Linked DNA regions of Mus musculus: all the other regions are linked to region 3. A link is a contact called in public HiChIP or PLAC-seq and promoter capture Hi-C data. All regions are on one chromosome and are shown on one strand. The core of a region is the stretch at or near the end of the contact, and the rest is flanking DNA. Distances in the headings are between cores, read along the strand shown.

Region 1 (2,700 bases), core at 188-2,687, 160 kb before region 3:
AGGAACAGGGAGGATCATAATAACATGGAGCCTTCCTGTGAACCTTGAAAGATGATGGGTATATTGACAAAGGCAACAGTTGCTTTCTGGTTCAGAAAATCTTCAAACTGGGAATACAGTTCTCAGCTAAGCTACTGATTGAGTTACATAGACTTGGGGACTTTTGGGAATATTTTACTCATACAAGTAATTCAAGATAAAGAAGAGGATAGGGTAATTACAAAATGAGCTGGGCATGCTATGTAAGAAGGGGTGTATATATGTGGGTGTGTATGTATACGTGCATGTACTTTTGGTTTGCGGGTGCTAGTGTGTATGTAAGTATGGATATGTTAGGTAGAAGTGTGTGTTTATGGAGTATGTAAGACTGTGTGTGATTGAGTGCTGTAGCGTGCTAGAAGTTTCGATGTGTGATAGCCTCATGAATTTGAATGTGAGTGTGCATGTGAGTACATGGATCTGGTAGGTATATGTTTGTTGGAGATGGTGAGCGTGTGAATGTTGAATAGATTATCCAAAAACAGCACTTATTGCAAGCAGCAATCAGGACTGTACCAAGAAATGAGTAGGTGAAACTAACTTCACTCTTTACTTCCAAACAGATATCCTATGGTTGATCACAGATATTCTGTTCTGATCACACGGATTTTCTCTTCTCTATTAGAGGAAGACATCCTAGCATGTAATTGCTTCATGGGAATTCGCCTTGCTATATCCACACCTTGTACTTAAGTCAATGGTTTAAGTGGATGGAGACAAAAAAGGTCTGCTTTCTCTACCTTGACTTTTTGATACTTTAATCATGCAGTTATTGGGAAGGGTGTCAAAGCTGTTTGGTGGGTAGTAGGCTATTTTATATGACTAAAAACTGTCTATCAAATGAGAATGAAGTCTTTAGGGCAGACCACAAGTCTTCAAAAGTTATTTTTCAAGGTGTAACAAATCAAGTTATATCAAAAGCTGAGCTACTCCACAGTGGTGGAGGAGGGAGGGTTGTTCATATTCAAGTATAAAGAGTTCTTAGTTCAAAGAAGCAGGTGTATATGTAAAAGTTACACTAACCCATTTAACTGCCATTTCCTGTGGACTCCTAGATGTCCCTGTTCTTAGGTTAGAAATATGTGCATACTGATCTCAGGAAGACAACATTACTTGGTATAATTCAGTGACAGTTCAGTGTGATAACTGAGAGACCTCGGAACATTTGAAAATACAGCATTTGCATCATTAACCGTCTAAAATGTTTTCTGTCCTATTATCTTTGTAATGTTTTTCTGCTTCTATTTAATTTAATTGAGTTATTTATCTGTGCAATGCTTTGGTCATAGACCTTAAGAATTATCTGTGGGATGTAGAGGCAGCTCAGTCAGTTAAATACTTGTCCTGCAAGCATGAGGACCTAAATTCCATCTCTAGAACCCACACTTACTAAGGCAAACCAGACCAAACACAACAAAACAAGAAATCAATAATGATGGATCTCACCGGTTATCAATCTCAGCACAAAAGAGATGGAGACAGGCCAGTTTGAAGCACATGTGGTAACTACCTCTTTCTTCAGGATTCCCATGTCCTCAAGAACATTTCCTAAGCTGCAGGTTATGTTTATTCAACAGGCTACGGACAAGGTTATCCCTGAGATCCGTTTCAGCTCTGAGGCTTCCAGAACATTCCATCAGGACTTATTGGGCTCTTCTGTCTTTGCTTTCTCCCTCCAGTCCCAACACGGTGTGTTCCAATGATGGACAGACTCCTCCCAGCAGTAGGGACCCTGGGATCAAACCGGTAGCTCACGGTGATTTTTGTGTAAGGACTGTGGCTATTCTGTGAGTGGACTGGAAGATTTTGAAATTTATCCCGCGGTCCCCAGTTTTCCCTAATGTTTTACTACAAGTCTTTTTGTTCCTGATTTCACGTAGAATTAGTCATCTGGAAGAGGTAGACAATGTATCCTCCATCCATATCCCTTATGAATGAGGGTCAGTAGGTGTGGCCAAATAGAGGCAAAGACATACATCCACTTTCTCCTTTTCTGATATGTTCTTCTAGTCTCAGTATCTAGACCAAATCTTGGGGTTTTTCAAATCCCCAGCCTTGTGTATTTTCATCATGTGTCACTTTTGGCAGACTTGAATTGTTCTGGTAGTATCCTAAACTTAGTGAACTGACTTGTCCTCACACCACCTGTACTAGTTGATTTTGTGTGTCAACTTGAAACAAGCTGGAGTTATCATAAAGAAAGGATTGTCAGCTGAGGAAATGCCTCCATGAGAGGCATTAGTGATCAGGGGGCCCTTTGCCCTTTCTGGGTGTTGCCATCCCTGGGCTGGTAGACTTCTATAAGAAAGCAAGCCAAGCAAGGCAGAGGACGCAAGACAGTAAGTAACATCCCTTCATGGCCTCTGCATCAGCTCCTGCTTCCTAACCTGCTTGAGTTCCAGTCCTGACTTCCTTTGGTGATGAACAGCAATGTAGGAAGTGTAAGCTGAATAAATCCTTTCCTCCCCCAATTTGCTTCTTGATCATAATATTTTGTGCAGGAATAGAAACTCTGACTAAGACAAATTGGCACCAGCATAGTGGGGTATTCCTGTAACAACCTGACCATGTTTTGGGGACTGTGGAAGGACCTTGGAACTTTGGGTTTGAAGAGCCATTGGGTGTTAAGAGCTCTGTGGGATGTTCTGTAGGAGCTTGGAA
Region 2 (2,700 bases), core at 54-2,553, 230 kb after region 3:
TGTGTGTGTGTGTGTGTCTGAGAGAGAGAGAGAGAGAGAGAGAGAGAGAGAGAGAGAGAGAGAATATGCAGGTGTATGTGTGCATGGAGTACACAAGGAAGTTAGAGGACAACCTTGGTTTTGGCTCTCACACTCTACTCTGTTGAAGATCAGGGTCTGCCTTGTTCATAGCCATATACATCTCTCTAGCTGGCCCATGAATTGCTGGGGGTTCTCCTGGGATTCTCCTCAGCCTCATAAAACAACAACACTGGCCCAGCTTTACATGGGTGCTGGGGATTGGAACTCAACCCAGGTCTTCACACTCACATAGCCATTGCTCAGTCCCAGCTTAGAGGTTTTAAACAGTGCATCTCACAATAGAAGATTAATTTTTGCTTCCATAATTAAAGCTCTCTGCTTTATTTTTGCCCCAACAAGAATACACGTTTAAGGTGACTTTTTCCTTGTCATCTTTTACTGATGTAAATAAGTGATTTGGAAAAAGGAGAAAGTAAATCTTGTGAATTTATAGAATATATATCAAAATAATTTTGAAATTTTTTACAGTAAATAAGAGTTGAGGAGGCAAATATATTTAATGTTAAGCAATTTATAGATGTGTTGAATATTATTACATGATATCCCCTTAACCTGTACAAGTCTGTGTTCTGTATCAAGTCAAAATAAATTTCCTAAGTGATTCATATTTTTGTTCCTATAAAAATACATATGTAAAAATACTATCAAGATTATTATATTAAAAATAAATAAATAAATAATACATATGTACCACCGTAGACATTTCCATGAGACAGTGCAGAACATGTGTTTGGGTCTGAATGCATACACCTCCCTAAATTTGCATGTTGAAATCCTGACCACCAAGGTGACAATGTGAAAGTGGAGCCTTTAAGATGTGTTTATATAATTGGGGTGAAGCCTCATCCGTAGGATAAGTGCCCTGATCTATGGGAATTCTTGGCTTTTTTTTTTTTTTTTTTTTTTTTTTTTTTACTTCAGAAGCCATGTATGGGAGGAACAAAAAGCCATCTACAAATCAGATGCCCGACCTGCTTGGGACTTGGTTTTATACTTTCTAGTTTCAAGAAATGTCCTTCCATTGAGTACAAGACTTTGAGAGGTTGTTATAGCAACTGGAATGGACTAGAATTACCTGTATGTGCAAAACCAAGCAAGGGTGGAGGGAGGGAACCATGAGAGCCACGCTCCAGCACGTCACAGGAAGGCTGTCATCTATTTCATCTGGCTGACTTGTTCTTGAAGGAGCTGATCCACCCCTTACCACGATGGGGATTTAGATGAGATCTTCTCCCGTGGTCCTTTGCCTTCAGGATGTCTTCTTGGTCAGGAAAGGAGCACCGGTTCCACTTGTCTTTTTATCCTCCTAACCCCTCTCAACATTTTCCTCCCCATCCTGCATTCCTACAGCCCTCGGCCCCCATTCATTTCTTTGGCTTCACCTGTACCTCTTTAGACCTAAACTCTAAGCTTGTAGCTTGACAGTGAAAGTCCAGCTGGAATATAAGTGACTGCCAACCTGTCTTCACCAGCTTCGGCAAGCATCAGCTATCCAAGGCTCTGTTAAAATGCTTCTGAGGGGCTGCTGATTGCCAGGGCCACTTTGCACAGGCCTGCAGAGTTTTCCTAGTCACTTTGTGCTGCCTGGAAACCTCCAACAATCAGAGCGGTTGAGTACTTGGGGTAAACCGGAGAACAGGGCCTCTTGTGTTGAACATGAAGGGTTTATTTCTAGGGGAGAATAACAAATAAGGTGACATCTTGACTGTGTCAAATGTCACCATTTAACTTTCAACGATTTTGGCTTAGCCAAACCAAATCCCTCTCCCTTCCTGGACTTTTTCTAGCTTTCCTGTGACTTCTGAACTTCATGTGTATTTTAAGTGAAACATAATCCCTGTGTTTCTCCCAAGTTCATACTTGATACAGTCAACTGTTGCCTTCTTTGTGTCCAAGAACACTTTTAAAAGATTTTTGTAAGCTTCTTTTAAAGGACTCTCTTCCTCCCGGGCCTCCAGACAGGATATTGTATTTTACTAAGGGTAAATAATTTTTACAGTGTCCAAAGTTTGAGTGTAGTTTCATGCCAGACACCCAACATTATTAAGGAGTCTCCTGAATTTGCCAAAATGCTTTCTGTTTCTTCTTATTCAAAAGTATTAATTTGTGAAAATCCCAAGCAAGTTTATATTCACTATGTAAATAAATGTATGTGCTTCAATATATTACATTATCAATATGTTATGGATTATTGATCTGCCTTCAATTTAGTGACTTGAATTTTGATGCTAAGGGCTACGTGGTCATCCAAACCACACATCTGCATGGTGAGCTTGGTATTTAGTTCAGAATGGACCAACCTTGGAGTAACAGGAGCCTCCTGAGTTCTGCTTCTAAGTCCCATTTCCTTCCAGCTTCCGGTCTGCCTTCTGTCACCATCTCTCCTTCTTAGTTAACTAGTTATTCTGTTATGTGAATTGAACAGTGTATTGATTAGAGTTCTCTAAAAGAATAGAACTAATAAAAAGATTAACAGAATCTTTGGGGGTTCCTTGTCTCATAATGTTAAGTTGGACCTTTTTTCTTTTTAACCTCACAGGTTCTTTGCATATATTATGGCTTCTGGTTAGGGATTCTTGTGTGTGCAAATAGGTGTCTGTGTCTCTATGCATTTCTCAT
Region 3 (2,700 bases), core at 145-2,644:
CTGCAGAAAAGCCTGTATTGGGAGAGGAGCAGAGAAGTCTCCAGGGGAGGATACCAGCAAGCCACGCCCACTGGCCAACGGGCTGTTTCTTTTTGGGTCAACCAAGGAGCAGGCCTGTGCACCTCCAGCCCAAACTCGGACCTGTTCATCCCACACACAGACGCAAACTTGGCAAGACTGGCCTTAAACCTGTTAGCAAAATAAGGAGAGCCAAATAAGGAGGAAGCGGCCAACCTGAATGGGTTAGGGTGGCAGGGCCCACTCCACTTGGCACCCAGCTGTGTCCCCAAGCTGTTCACAATACTACTGTAAGTCACCTCTGCTATCCATTAACCACCACCCGCGCACACCTTCCGGGAGGATCGCTGTTGTGTATAAATAACAGCGTTTTGCAAATCAAACCTCTCCACACAATGCCAAGCTAACAGCGCTCAAAAGGGAGGTGCCACCGGGGCATTAAAAGTCACACATCAAATTCTTGCAGAACCACTTGCTTAAATCGCCCTGAATAAATAAACTGAGGGGGCAGAGCAACCGGGAAAAACTTTGGTTGAGGAGGTTTAAGTCTTGGAAATGCGGGACCGGGCGCAGGGACTGGAAGGAACCAGGCACAAAAGCGCCCTGCGCCGAGGCAAGGACCTCCTTTATGGAACGTGACAGCAGCTTTGTGCCGGATCACGAATAGTTCTAAATACTGGAAGTTCTCCCCGGCCATCGCAGCCTCCCGCTTCCTAGCGCTGTGGCCCTCAGATCCCAGGCTATTCTTCCCAGGCACGCGCGCCCGGCGACCTGGCCACTGTTCGGTCCCACGCCCGCCCACAGGCCAGGGCTGCTAGTGTTCCCGAGGGCTTTGGGTCCTTGGTCCCCGGAGTCCGCCCGCGGAGGGCGCCCCACCCCCACGCCAGCCCCAGGCAGAGGGAGGCGAGGGCTCGCAGGAAGGTGTGTGTATCCGAGGTGCGGGTGCCCGGGGACGCCAGGCCGCGGCGGGGCTGAGGGCACCGGCCGGGTACGCAGGGGTACGCGCTCCCTGGCCCTCCCCGGGCGGCCGCGGCCCGCTCGCCCCTCTCTTCCAACTCCACGGACCGGCCCAAGTTTGCAGCCCCCGCCATCGCCTTACCTCGCCGCACAGTGCACGCCGAGGCCGGAGGGCAGCAGCGCGAGTCCCGGGGCGGCGGCCGCGCTGCGCCCGCCCAGATGCCGCTCTTTGTCTGCACCGCTCCCTCCTCCCGCCACCAAGCGGACGCAATTGGACCCGGCGGACCCCGCCGGCCCGGGAGCCCCGAGCCTGCCTGCCGCCGAGCCCTCCTCACCACCACCGTCGCCGCCGCCGCCCGCTCGGCCGCGCGCACCGGCCTGCGATCCGCGGCGGCGACCCTCCCGCGCAGCGCCCGCCTCCGCGCGCTCCCCGCCCGCGCTCCTCCCTGGCTGCCGTGACGCCGCCCAGGGGCCGGCCCAGCCCGGCGCACGCGGGGCGGGGGACCCACCTGGGAGTCCCAGCCAGGCCTCGGGAAAGCGCCGCCTGGGGGCTTCAAGCCGTAACCCGCTCTAGATTGGAGCTGGGGGCACCCGGGAGGGGCTGCTAGGGATAAGGAGGTGCCACTTGCAGCCCACGAGACCGGGTGGTCTCCGCACCCGGCTGTGCGTCGGGAGCCTTACAGCGACCTCCCTACCCCGCCCCCCAAGCATTCCCACGGCACTCTCAGCCAAACAGGCCTGGTGTCTGTCAGAAAAGTGACTTACATAAAAATGTCACTTCCTCCCAGTAATTGCTTGTGGGCATTTTCTTTATTTATTTGCCTTGCATTTATTTACTTTCCCATCCAGACACTTTTTTACTCCATCCCCCCCACCCCCAACCTCCAGGCGGGACCACTTCCTAGTGGGGGAGGAGAGGAAACCCGACCTCAGCTGCCTCCGCAGCGTCCTGGCCAGTTTATTAGAGCCCAGGAATTCTTTAGTACAGGAGGCTGAGAAAGCTTTAGAAGGAAACCTTGCTCTCCCAGACTTGAGTAGTAGCTAACCTATAAGCAAACTTGGAAAGCTAGAACCCTGGATCGAAGAGAAGGACTGGATCCAGAGGTTTCTTCTCCAAGCTCCTTCGCTCCTTATACCCCAAAGGAACCCCTGATATTCAAATAAATTCCGCTTTCAGGTCGGACGACTCACATTTATGTTAATGAGATTCAACCCTAGCCCTTGTTTCCTCCTTATTAAGGCAGAAACAATTCACCCTACGTAACAAAAAAAGAAAAAGAAAGAAAGAAAAGTTGCCTGCCTTCTTATAGGAAGTTCCCAGGCATAAGTAACGTGAGGAAGCTTGGCTATAGTCCTCGCAGCCATTGACCGTAGGCTCCTGAACTGTGTCACCTTACACAGGTGTTTCACAACTTCCTCGGCTTTATCACATGAGATGTTTACCTGCCTTCTATGTTAAGTACCTGGCACGTAGCCTGACACGAGGGCACTAGGAGGCATCCTGTACAAAATCAGCACACCCAACAGTCTCTTCCAGTCGGAGATGCTAGCTTCATCCGTTCTTTGTTACAGACCTCATCTTTGTTACTATCTAGCTTTACAACAATGAAGGCAGAACTCTAACCAATAGTTTAGCCCTACTTAAAATTAGTTTATGCTAAATAAGTAAGACGATATGGACACAGTTTTTAAGCTTTTGCTTTGAAAAGTGGCCTCAGACTCCTC
Region 4 (2,700 bases), core at 199-2,698, 160 kb after region 3:
CACAGGGTGTTTTGTGATGGCCCCTTAGCCCTTGAGTTAGAAGTGTGGTTTATTCTGGTCCTGGGTTTGTAAATCCAGATTCAAGCATATCTTTTAGGTCATCCTGCCATGGGGCTCCTAGGCCACTGTGAGATTTAAGCAGATACTTTTTAAGGACACTCGAGTCTTTTATGATGCACAAAAAGTGAGTTTAGATTAATGAGGTTTATGGATAAAAACATCTACTGTTCCTTCTCAGAGACTTATAAAAGGCACTGAGACATCCTGCAACAAAGTGGTGAGCAGACTTAATTGTGCCTCAAGCGTATTCCATTTAGAAAGCTTTCAGCTCATCTTTATAACACACACTGGGAAGCAGCAATATCAAACCAGCCTCAGAAGTTTGGATTTAATGAATAGGCTAAGCTAAGTCTCCATCCACATCCCACCCACCGGAAGAGTCCACAATAGAAGCCTCTAAAGTAGACATCTGTAGACTTCGAGAAAGTTTTGATCTGAAGAACTTCCCTCTTCTACTATGTCCAAGTACAAAGTCATGCAGGCCCACAGTGTTCCCAGAGAAGGGAGGGGCATGCACCTTCCCCGAGTCTTCTGAGTTCCCTGTACAATAAAACAGATCATGTCAACTACCTTCCCACAGTTTATGAAGATACACAAGAATAAAGCAACAGCTATCAATTTCTGCAATGTCACACGGGTAGAAAAGAAAGCAGAGGACATTTATCATTGGACTGTCTAGACTGCCTGGTGTTGTGCATAGCCCTGGGTCTAGTTATATTTGATGTTAATTCCATTCTCCTGTGAGTGGTTGCAAACAAGGAATGAGTCAGCACTCAGGTGATTTCCTGTAAACCTGCTTCCTACCTTAATTTGTAAAATAAAGGAGAGATGATAACTGGGCAGATTAAAGGGAAGGTGGAGCCGAAGGAGAGGGAGAAAATGCAAGAGGGAGAGGATGCAGAGGAGGAGGAAGAAGAAGAAAAGTGGAGCAGAAGCACATGGCCTGGAGAAACCATAAGTTCTAAGGAGTCTCATAAGCTGTGGAAGATGGTAGGGTAGCGGATCTAGGTGCACAACATGTAATCATACTAACTGTGTTGTGTTTTCATTGCTGGGGCATATTTGGGTGGAGATTTACTGCAACAGCCTGGCTTCCGAACAATGACACACAGAGAGACTTATATTTATTTATGAATGCTTGGCCCTCACAGCTTAAGTTTGTTCCCAACTAGCTCATATAACTTAGTAACCAATTTACACTAATCCATCTTTGCCATGGTGCCTGTTACCTCTAATTCTGTCCCCATATATCTGACCTCATCTGTGCTTTGCTGTTGAATCCCACCAGCCTGACTCTTTCCCAGAGTTTCTATCTCTCCCCAAATGTCCTGCCTTTTTCTCCTGCCCTGTCCTAGCCCTTAGCTCTTTAATAAAGCCAATCAGAGAATGCCTTAGGCAGGTGATGAAGGACGGAGACACACCTTCACACAGTGTATATAAATATTATCCCAACAGAAGTTAGAAGAGTACCCAGAGTGGACACTCCCTCCAGAAAGCTGCTTCCCCTCTCATGTGACCCTGTTCATCTGGATTTGTGTCTCACCTGCCCTGGCAAGAAGTTGTGAAGCCCTTGGCATTAGATTCCAATACAGACTCAGCCACTGATCATCCTGCTCCATTCTGATTGCCATTTTTCTCTTTTATAGCATGTCTAGTCTCGCCTACATGCTTCCACAAATGCCCACGTGGTCTCCCATTCTCCCTCTTCTCTCTATTTAGCTCCCTCTTCTCTAAGAGCTGTCTCCACTGCTCTGAGCACCCACAAAGCTATTTGCTCCCAGAGTGCCCCTGAGGTCCTCATCCTCTCTGACCTGTGTGAGTTGTCTCCTTATCAATGCTCTAAGACCATAGCGTAGGACCATCCTTGCCTAGTATACTCCATAGTGTTGTATCCACCAGAAAACCTCAAGTGTTAGTAAAGACCAGTGTATAAAAATGCTTTTGTTAATATCCTTCTAAAATCTGTGTGTTTGTCCTATGAACTACATGCTAGTCATCTCTGAAAAATATCCTCAATGTCCACGAGAATAAAATCTAATTCTATAAGACAAAGCTATGCTCATTTTACCTGAATATGTTCACAGAGAGAAGCCAAATCAGATTCCATCCCTCTGTCTCCTAGCCTATGATGAAAAAGGGCTTTTTCTAATCCAATAGCAAGACTGCAATGCCAGCAGCAGCTGCAACTACATCTGTTGTAAGTCAGGTAGACTGGGGCAGATAAAAGTGCCTTCCAAGTGGGCTGTAGCATTTCACTGAGGATGAAAATACATTATTCATCTTTGTTAGATCTGGGTCATTGGTAAGACTTCCTTGGATACACACCTTTAAACCCACCTTCCTGGTATATAGGCTCATAAAGATATCCCTGAAAAAAATCTTAGCATAGCACAGAGGGGAAATTAAAGGTATAGAATTGTGGGTATACTTCATTGGCTTTGCTTTTCAAAGACACAAGTTAGCCAGAAACTAACAAAAAACATTTGTGTAGCAGTTGTGTCAAAACCTTGACTCATTGTAATAAAAGGAGAGTAGTGCCTCTGGACTAAATACCTTGTCTTTACCTAGCATAAAAGAAAAAGCTCTCACTTCACCTAGGTACAGAGAGGGAGCTAAAAATGTCAGTAAGGTTGACTTCAC
Region 5 (2,700 bases), core at 157-2,656, 140 kb before region 3:
TGGAAGATTTCTCAACATTATTGTCCAATCTAAGTTTATGAGTAAGATCATCTTGTTCTTTGTTTTCTCACTTTTCCAGTCTGATAACATTTGATTGTTTGAGTTCACTGTATTCTAAGTACAGTATTGTGCAGAACTAGGGGACCAAGATGGGAGGAAGTGGGGTATTCAGGCAAACAAATGGCCCAGAGCAACACTGTCACACCGAATTACAATGTGATTAAATTATGCCATTTGAAAGTATCTAGTAGACACATTTGAAAGTGAAATGGAAAATAGTAAAATGAATTTACTAATATTTTACTAAGCCCAATGTATTTAACTTATTATGCTTTCAACATGTAATCAGCATAAAATCTTATGAGATATTTTTTGTTCTTTCTATATTTGGTATGACGCCCTCACAAATTGGTATGTATTTACATTTAAGCATGTCTTCATTCAGATGTGCCCAGTGTCTACAAGTGACCTGTGATGACAGTGCAGGTCAGTTCAGGTCTCAGGAAACACTAGCCTGTGGCTCACTCCTAATCTTGCCAGGCTCAAAAATATCCCCAGCCTGCCTTATTTTTCTGCATGATAATCCCTGGGCAGGTGATCCTCACTTGTATAAGAATGCAAGTTGGGTAAGCCATGGAGAACAAGCCAGTAAGCAGCATTCCTCCATGGTCTTGGCTTCAGTTCCTGCCTCCAAGTTATTGCTTTCTGCCCTTCCCTAACTTTTCTAGACAACTGATTGTAACATCAATGCTGAAGTAAAGCCTTTCCTCCCCAAATTGTTTTTGCTTAGTGTTTTATCACAGCAATATTGAAGATATTAGAGGCATTGGTTACTGGCTATAACCTAGGTCAGATTCTGTGACCCTCACTCATTCTTGAGTTTTACTTAGACCTTAGACTTGCTCCATTGGCCTTGCCCCCTAACTTCTGCCCAGCCAATGGACCTTAATCTGGCTTAAACTATGCCTTATGAAATGTTGTACAGGACAGAAAGGAGCTTGTCCAATACACTAATTATTGGAAATGGCCAGTAACCAATACCTCTAATATCTTCAATCTCAAGGTAAGCTATGGACCAATCCTGCTCTGATCACACTGACTCAAGAACTGTTGTGGATTAGGCTACAGTGTCTAGTGCATGGCCTTGCAGCCTTTACATTGGTAGGAAGAAGGCAAGGCAAATAGAAATACAAGCTGAGGCAGTAGGCAGACTTTGAAGCCATGCCTCAATGTTAGGACACAGGTCAGTGGAATGAGGCCCATGGCACCCAGGGAGCTCCACCCATGGCAACCCAGGAAGCTCTGCCCACTCAGGCCCAAGAAAACCAGGCAGATAGATGCACTTTGTGAGTCAGCCTTAGGCCTCACTGCCTCCTACTGACTTACAGCTAACACAGTAGCTCTTTTGTGTCACTATTCTTTGCCGTAGCTCAGGTTCCAGCCAAGAGACTCAACCAGGGGACTTCTAGGGACAGAGAGAAACAGCTATGAGAGCAGTCTTTGTGAAAGTCTGTTCACAGGAAGGAATCCCTAGGGCTGTAGCCTGTGTGCCTGTGACTGAGGAGGGACAATGCTGAGTAAGGGGAAATGGATCCTGCCTTTTGCCTAATGCTCAGTGGGTGTTGGAACCTGAAAAGAAAATGTTTTAAATAGGTAGGAAGTTGTTGTAAAATTTCAGTGGGTGTTCAGGCAAAACTCCCAGAGTCTGAAATCTAAGAGTGATTTGAAAAGTCTTCTCACAGTGTAATGGTTTAACCCAATGTAACACTTATCATACATTGACTTTTCTGTCTATTGGTGCCACATGTAGAGACCTACCTGATATTAAAATAAAAAACTAGGAGGGGATGAGGATAGCCAAGGGTCTTTTAGGGTCAGAGCTCAGACTGCCAGGGGAATGTTTAAGGGCATTTTCCCAGTTTCGGTGTTTCTGACCAGTTATTATTACTTGCAGGCACTACAGGTACACTGCCCTGTAGCATGTTTTGACCCTGAGCTTGAAGTGGCACCAGCTTCTAAGAAACAAAAACTTTAAAACAATGCTCAGATAAAGAATGGAGTGTTAAGAGGAGAAGAGCCAAGGTTTCTGTCTGAGCTACTAAAGCAATGTCTCTTCAAGAATACGATCTTGCAAGATGTGACCTCAGGTTTTCATATACTTTGATTGAAAGTGGAAGGTTTTGAATCACTACAGTGTTTTTGTTTTTGTTTTTTAATTTTAACTTTTTACTTATTCACTTTACATCCTGCTCACTGCATCCTTCCTAGTTACCCCCTCCCACAATCCTTCCCCCCTCCCCTTCTCCTCTGAATGGGTAGGACTCCCCTTGGTATCCCTCCACTCTGGCACTTCAACTCTGTAAGACTAGGTGCTTCCTCTCCCATTGAGGCCAGACAAGTCAGCCCAGCTAGAACAACATATCCCATATACAGGCAACAGCTTTAGAGATAGCCCCCAGTGTAGTTGTTTGGGACCCACATGAAGACCAAGCTGACATCTGCTAAATATGTGCAAGGAGGCCTAGGTCCAGCCCATGTATGTTCTTTGGTTGGTGGTTCAGACTCTGAGAGTCCCAAGGGTCCAAGTTATTTGCTCCATTGATCTTGCTGTGGAGTTCCTATCCCCTTCGGAACCCCACAATCCTTTCTCCTATTCTACCCTAAGAGTCCCCAAGCTCCATCCACTGTTTGGCTGTGGGT
Region 6 (2,700 bases), core at 18-2,517, 180 kb after region 3:
GTATGTTAACACAGCCCCCTGGTACTGCACACTAGGTACGCCAAGTTAGGAAAATTTCTTGGAACTCTGCCAGCCTCTGACAAGCTGATCTCAACCCTGACATCTGAACCCCCAAATTCCTTTACTCATCGAATACTAACTAGGTCATTCTATAGTAGACTTTGAGTTAATTTGATGGTTAAAGACTATTTAGAAAAAGAAGGTGTTATTAGAACCAAAGATAGGCTGGGCAAAGGGGCGTGTGTCTTTAACCACAGGCTGGAGGATCTCTATGAGTAGGGGGCCAACCTGGTCTACATGTCTAAGTCCTGGACAGCCAAGGGTGCATAGGGAGACCTTGTGTCAAAAAGCCAAACTCAAACAAACAAAAATAGCTAAAAAAACAAAACCGAGGCATTGCATGATAGAGGAATGGAATTGATCTTGAAGATGAAACAAGACCAGTGTTGTGATTTTATTTGTTTGTTCATATGATGAAGTAGCATCATGAAGTATCTCCTGGGGTCACTGACCAGCTGGGAGTTGGTGGTCTGCAGAACGGCTGAAGGCTGCTTCCTGCTCACTGTGCTGGCAGTTTTCCTTTTAGCTCATCTCCTATGATAACACTCTCTATTGTTGTCATTTTATATTAAAATATGCATACTCAGAAAGAACATATATGTGTATGTACTACATATATACCATATATGTATATGAATCTTATATATGATAATAAATGGTAATATTTCCCCGTATATAATGAAAAAGCCATTTAAGGTGAGGCATTAACAAGTGGAAGTGATTCTTCCCTTATGTGTGGTGCTGAGATTCTGAGAGCAAACACTAAGCAGAAAATTGTCAGAACCTGGGACCGAGGAAATTGAGATGTAATAGAGACCAAGAAAACCTATGCCAAGGGCTTGGGGCTCCAGCTGATACCCTCAAAGTCCATGTAGCCCTTTTCTCTCAAGCTAGAGAGATGTTAGAGTGCTACTAAAGACTTTCAAGGTTTCTCCCATACCCGGAGTCTACAGTCCTTCAACTGCAGGTTATTAACCTGCTTGGTCAGCTGACAAGTCACCCAGGCATGCACAACAGAAAAGAGGCAGGGGAGAGCCTGGACTGGCTGGGAGAAAGCCTGCTTTTGCAGCTGGACGCAGGGGTGTGTCTGTGGGAATAAGGAGGAAGGCAAGGCAAAGGGATACTCGGAATAATGAGGAACTTATGCTTGTTCATTGTCCAAAGATGGCTGGCTGCACCTCGTGCACAGAAAAAGTGTAATGACCTTTATGTCCACAAGGGGGTGGGGTTGGCTTTTCTTTGGTGCTTTAAAAAATCCCAGACTCACCACTGGCTTTCTATAGCAGCATTTTCCTTTTCTGTTCCCATCAGCCCAATATATTTTGAGGAATGCCCTTTCGTGCTAGAATATAGCACAGTGAAAGGAGTACCTTGTTGTAATCTGTCCCAGGCAATCTAAAGGCATGATCTGGTTAGCTGGGGCCTGATTTATCCACAGACAGCTGAATGAATGTAAGGATAGCTGTGATAGAATCCATACTGCAAATGGCCAGGTTTTTAAATTTAAAACAATGATATGATCTATTGGCCTATCATTTCTATAGTGTGTGAGCATGCATAGTTTCCAAACTGATGTTTCAATGGTATGTTCACTATTTGTAATAATTTTAGGGAAATAATTTAGACTCTTAATTATTTATACTTATTGGTTTGGGCAGTATTTTAGTATTTTCTTTTTCAGCAATTTTTAAAATTGTTTTTAAACAATGTTTTCTGTCTGTTCTCAATAATTTCATGCAGTGATGTAATTTGGCTACTTCCGGTCACTCTCTATTCCATCTGGGGGTCCTTCCCAAACAAGTTTAATCATGAGTGGTTTCAGGGAATGAGTGAAGAGTCATTTGTAGAAAGATGAGCAGTTTACCGTGGCTACACTACTGGAGAAAAATAATTCCTGGCCCCCAGCATCCATCAGTTCCTAATAGCTCTAAGAGGTGTGGGTTTAATAACATTTTAGGCCACCATGCAAAATCCTGGACTTCAGGGTACTTAGTTCTCAGTTGTTCCTCTATTGAACGGTCTTCCCTTGTCCTCCTCACATCACGCTGCTAGGAACCCTCCTTTCACAGTCTTTCTATTGCGTTTCACAAATTCCACTACCCTCTATTTTCTCCTTCATTCTCCTCCCAAAGACGTCTTCCCTTGGTGTGTCCTCTCTCTGTCTTTGCCTCTATCTCTCTGTCTGTCCGTTTGTCCCTGTTTCACACACACACACATCTATATTCCATATACGAAAGAAAATGCGACACATTACTTGTCTTTCTCACTCTGGCTATTTTCTTGCCAGTGTTCTGGCTTCATTTTTCTTTACAGCTAAAAGCCATCCATCGTATATATGAACTACATTTTCTGAATTCATTCATCCTTTGATGGACATCAAGACTGGTTCTATTTCATGGCTATGTGAATAATGCCGCAATAAGCACAGATGTACAAGCGCTGTGTGAGATGCTGACTTCCAATGCTTTGGGTATGTTCCTTGGAGTCTGTGATTGGGTGTACCAAAGCATTAGTGTTCTAGTACTTTGAGGAAATGCAAATGACCTCCATAGTGACTGCACATGAGCTCCATAGTGACTGCACATGACATGACCTCCATAGTGACTGCACATGACCTCTATAGTGACTACACATGACCTT
Region 7 (2,700 bases), core at 87-2,586, 230 kb before region 3:
CTCTGCCTAATGTTTGGCTGTGGGTTTCTGTATCTGTTTCCATTAGTTGCTGGATGACGGCTCTCTGATGAAGATTATGCTAGGGCCCTGTCTACAAGTATAGTATAATATCTTTAGGTTATATTATATATCTCCAGGATATCCAGCCTCTTGTTGCTGGTCCTCCAGGCATTGTCAGCGATGTGCTCCCTCTCAAGGCATGTGTTTCAAACTGGATCAGTCACTGTTTGGCCACTCCCACAATTCCTCTGCCACCTTTACCCCAGCACATCTTATAGGCAGGAAAAATTGTAGGTCAAAGATTCTGTGGCTGAGTTGGTGACTCCACTCTAAGTCTTGTCAGTTCAGGCTCTGTATTCCCCATTACTAGGGTCCCCCTCGTAAATTCCTGGGAGTTCCGATTGCACTAGCCTTCTACTTTCCTCCAGAATTGTTCCTCCCCCAATTCCAGTTGTCTCTCCCAGTACTCCTCTGCCTTTCCATCTTCTCTCCTAATCCCTCCTGTTCCCAGCCTCATCTGCTCTGAGCTCACCCATTAAAACTATTCTATTTCCCCCTCCCAGGGAGATTCATGCAGCCACCTTTGTTACTTAGCCTCTCTGGCATGATGGCACCTGCCTTTAACCTCAGCACTTGGGAGGCAGAGGCAGATGGGTCTCTCAGTTCCAGGCCAACCTGGTCTACAGAGTGAATTTCAGAACAACCAGGCCTACCCAAGGAAACAGTGTCTCACAAAACCAAAAAAAAAGAAAAAAAAGAAAAGAGAAGAGAAGAAAAGAAAGAGAGAGAGAGAGGGAGGGAGGAAGGAAGGAAGGAAGAAAAGGAAGAAAGGAAAGAAGGAAGAGAAAGAAAGAAAGAAAGAAAGAAAGAAAGAAAGAAAGAAAGAAAGAAAGAAAGAAAGAGAAGGAAAGAATGAGAGAGAGAGAGAGAGAGAGACAGAGACAGAGACAGAGAAGTATTTCATCCAGATTTCTTGCAGGAAACTCTGTACCCTCCTGCTGAGCTGGGCTGATAGTTTACTCCCACCCCCACTCCCCACCCCCACCCCCACCCCCAACCCCAACCCCTGCACAGGAAACCAAGGCAGTATTAGTGCAAATCTCTTGCCCAAATGTTGATTCAGCAGCCCTGGGAAGTCTAAAAGTAGAGGATTTTTTAAATAACAAAATGAATTCTGTATGTTTGCCTTCTGTTTTGTTCTGCTTCTCTCTGTTCACTAATTAAAGTTTGGAATCCTCTTGCCTTTGAAATTTATCTATATGATCTACTAGTTAACCCATTTCCCTGGCTCTGGAAAGCTACATAGCAGCAGTAACCTGTGGTAGCCAGACCCCTGGGTGCAGATGTTGAGGATTAAGTTTCCAGCCCCAGGGAGTATCTTGGCTTAGTGTCACTGGCTTACCTTATGTATTTTCCAGACTGTATTAAGTGTACATTTCCCTCAGCAGGGAGCAGGCTCCCACTCTTCTCTGCAGGCTACTGATACATTGCTAAAGCTGATGCTATCCTTTACAAACCTCATAACCATGCCAGCGTGCACTGCCACTCACCAGCCTGCACCAAAGGCACACCCATTACCATACACAGCAAAAGGCCTTGCACCATCCATATGGAGGCCACACTGGGGCTCAAACGATGTCCATCAGCAACACTTCCCTTGCTAGCCCATAACAACTGGTGATCAAATCCCTCTCAGGACCCTTCTCTTCTCTCTCAGAGGCCTGGCTAAATTTTTCAGTGAAAATCCCTACACACACAGCTTTTGTGACCCACTTAGGAAACGGTTTCTCCTTCCACTATGAGAGATTTAAAATGCTTTCTAGAAAATGGAATCCTCTACTAGCCAACAACTAATTGAGACTCTCCTATGCAGCGCCCCTACCCCTTCCCCCTGGCTGCCTTATTTGCATCTGAGAAACTCATATTACCCTGTCTGCTTGCCCTCCCAATTGCCAGTTACCCTAGCTGCTCTGTGCCTCCCAAAAGTGCCTCCTTCTGTATGAGTCCTCGAGGTGTGCAGAATCTGATACAATGGTTTCAGCCCCAGAGAGGGGACCTTCAAAACTTGTAACAAGAACATCCTGTGAACAAGTGAGTTGAGCACCTTGTTGTACTGTGTTCACACAGATGCAATGGTGAATCAACTGTCAGTACAGAAACCATTGAATCTGGGATATGGGAAAACAGCTGGCCTTACAAGTCTGTGCTTCCAACATGCACAGGTTGAGCAAACCAAGGACCCAGAATGCTGTCTCTAATTCTAGTTGGAAGGAACATCAACTTTCCTCTCATTCTCTCCTAAACAAAGCATAACTGTAACTTTTGCATGGTATTTTCATTCCATTGGGAAATATAGAACATCTAGACCCGGACTTCCAAAATTTTTGCACTCACCTTGAATAGATAGGTATGTAAAATAGGTATGCAAAGAAAACAGTTGTTGGTAATAAATCATAAAAAATATACTTTAAAGCAATCCTTTGTTGTAAATGTAACTTTAATTCTCCTGTAATAACTGTTGTCTTTGAGGCTTATTACCTCTGTCTGCTAACCTAGGCCTAGTCCTGTAAGCTTGTAGCCTCCATACAATCTCATCTAGGCCTAGAATGGTTTCATTCTAGAGACTTACTGCTGAATAAACTCATCCTTTCTAGCTCTTTCTGAGCTCTGGCTGGCTGGTCAATTCAGTTGTTCTCTCTC

Evidence for each region. Promoter capture Hi-C pulls out the DNA fragments that hold promoters and counts their contacts. HiChIP or PLAC-seq counts read pairs in DNA pulled down with a chosen protein or histone mark.
Region 1: an H3K4me3 HiChIP or PLAC-seq map of the SCID.adh cell line shows a contact between it and region 3, with 12 read pairs. The contact joins the enhancer-like site here to the promoter of Nck2 in region 3. A contact is called at or near these places in 1 of 39 promoter capture datasets (hematopoietic stem and progenitor cells), 1 of 15 datasets of contacts at CTCF or cohesin (CD8 T cells), 4 of 484 Hi-C or Micro-C datasets (the HPC-7 cell line, Sertoli cells, bone marrow-derived macrophages and 1 more), 4 of 115 datasets of contacts at active chromatin or transcription factors (the SCID.adh cell line, bone marrow-derived macrophages, double positive thymocytes and 1 more) and 3 of 9 other capture datasets (adipose tissue, macrophages and pancreatic islet).
Region 2: a promoter capture Hi-C map of cranial neural crest shows a contact between it and region 3. The contact joins the enhancer-like site here to the promoter of Nck2 in region 3. A contact is called at or near these places in 1 of 39 promoter capture datasets (cranial neural crest), 1 of 484 Hi-C or Micro-C datasets (nephron progenitors) and 3 of 115 datasets of contacts at active chromatin or transcription factors (extraembryonic endoderm stem cells, intestinal villus epithelium and pancreatic cancer cells).
Region 4: a contact with region 3 is called in an H3K27ac HiChIP or PLAC-seq map of trophoblast stem cells, with 3 times the contacts expected there. The contact joins the enhancer-like site here to the promoter of Nck2 in region 3. A contact is called at or near these places in 17 of 39 promoter capture datasets (the 3T3-L1 cell line, 3T3-L1-derived adipocytes, the C10 cell line and 12 more), 1 of 15 datasets of contacts at CTCF or cohesin (pro-B cells), 34 of 484 Hi-C or Micro-C datasets (the 3T3-L1 cell line, 3T3-L1-derived adipocytes, the AML12 cell line and 26 more), 16 of 115 datasets of contacts at active chromatin or transcription factors (the SCID.adh cell line, craniofacial prominence, double positive thymocytes and 11 more) and 2 of 9 other capture datasets (adipose tissue and liver).
Region 5: an H3K4me3 HiChIP or PLAC-seq map of neural progenitor cells shows a contact between it and region 3, with 22 read pairs. The contact joins the enhancer-like site here to the promoter of Nck2 in region 3. A contact is called at or near these places in 11 of 39 promoter capture datasets (the 3T3-L1 cell line, 3T3-L1-derived adipocytes, the HPC-7 cell line and 7 more), 1 of 15 datasets of contacts at CTCF or cohesin (CD8 T cells), 3 of 484 Hi-C or Micro-C datasets (the HPC-7 cell line and embryonic stem cells), 9 of 115 datasets of contacts at active chromatin or transcription factors (the SCID.adh cell line, bone marrow-derived macrophages, craniofacial prominence and 6 more) and 4 of 9 other capture datasets (adipose tissue, embryonic stem cells, liver and 1 more).
Region 6: a contact with region 3 is called in an H3K4me3 HiChIP or PLAC-seq map of the SCID.adh cell line, with 12 read pairs. The contact joins the enhancer-like site here to the promoter of Nck2 in region 3. A contact is called at or near these places in 1 of 39 promoter capture datasets (pre-B cells), 2 of 484 Hi-C or Micro-C datasets (nephron progenitors and stem cell-derived neurons), 8 of 115 datasets of contacts at active chromatin or transcription factors (the SCID.adh cell line, craniofacial prominence, embryonic stem cells and 4 more) and 3 of 9 other capture datasets (adipose tissue, liver and pancreatic islet).
Region 7: an H3K4me3 HiChIP or PLAC-seq map of the SCID.adh cell line shows a contact between it and region 3, with 11 read pairs. The contact joins the enhancer-like site here to the promoter of Nck2 in region 3. A contact is called at or near these places in 6 of 39 promoter capture datasets (3T3-L1-derived adipocytes, the C10 cell line, cranial neural crest and 1 more), 3 of 484 Hi-C or Micro-C datasets (nephron progenitors and uterus) and 7 of 115 datasets of contacts at active chromatin or transcription factors (the SCID.adh cell line, craniofacial prominence, embryonic forebrain and 4 more).

What each region holds. Positions count from the first base shown.
Region 1 is chr1:43,604,613-43,607,312 of GRCm38.p6, reverse strand. No RefSeq gene overlaps it. Among named protein-coding and RNA genes, the nearest start is that of Gm38628, 74 kb to the left of the region's middle. Within about 2 kb of position 1,437, at least 9 of the 459 cell types and tissues checked have an H3K27ac peak or open chromatin away from gene starts, as enhancers often do. A contact at or near this core is called in the SCID.adh cell line and double positive thymocytes, where this site is marked.
Region 2 is chr1:43,214,889-43,217,588 of GRCm38.p6, reverse strand. No RefSeq gene overlaps it. Among named protein-coding and RNA genes, the nearest start is that of Gm29040, 45 kb to the left of the region's middle. Within about 2 kb of position 1,303, at least 7 of the 459 cell types and tissues checked have an H3K27ac peak or open chromatin away from gene starts, as enhancers often do.
Region 3 is chr1:43,444,445-43,447,144 of GRCm38.p6, reverse strand. Nck2 (non-catalytic region of tyrosine kinase adaptor protein 2) reads right to left here and starts at 1,394. Exons shown (of 5, transcript NM_010879.3): 1 at 1,118-1,394.
Region 4 is chr1:43,282,924-43,285,623 of GRCm38.p6, reverse strand. No RefSeq gene overlaps it. Among named protein-coding and RNA genes, the nearest start is that of Gm29040, 23 kb to the right of the region's middle. Within about 2 kb of position 1,448, at least 6 of the 459 cell types and tissues checked have an H3K27ac peak or open chromatin away from gene starts, as enhancers often do. A contact at or near this core is called in trophoblast stem cells, where this site is marked.
Region 5 is chr1:43,582,562-43,585,261 of GRCm38.p6, reverse strand. No RefSeq gene overlaps it. Among named protein-coding and RNA genes, the nearest start is that of Gm38628, 97 kb to the left of the region's middle. Within about 2 kb of position 1,406, at least 22 of the 459 cell types and tissues checked have an H3K27ac peak or open chromatin away from gene starts, as enhancers often do. A contact at or near this core is called in neural progenitor cells, where this site is marked.
Region 6 is chr1:43,263,163-43,265,862 of GRCm38.p6, reverse strand. No RefSeq gene overlaps it. Among named protein-coding and RNA genes, the nearest start is that of Gm29040, 3.4 kb to the right of the region's middle. Within about 2 kb of position 1,267, at least 34 of the 459 cell types and tissues checked have an H3K27ac peak or open chromatin away from gene starts, as enhancers often do. A contact at or near this core is called in the SCID.adh cell line, where this site is marked.
Region 7 is chr1:43,671,022-43,673,721 of GRCm38.p6, reverse strand. No RefSeq gene overlaps it. Among named protein-coding and RNA genes, the nearest start is that of Gm38628, 8.1 kb to the left of the region's middle. Within about 2 kb of position 1,336, at least 3 of the 459 cell types and tissues checked have an H3K27ac peak or open chromatin away from gene starts, as enhancers often do. A contact at or near this core is called in the SCID.adh cell line, where this site is marked.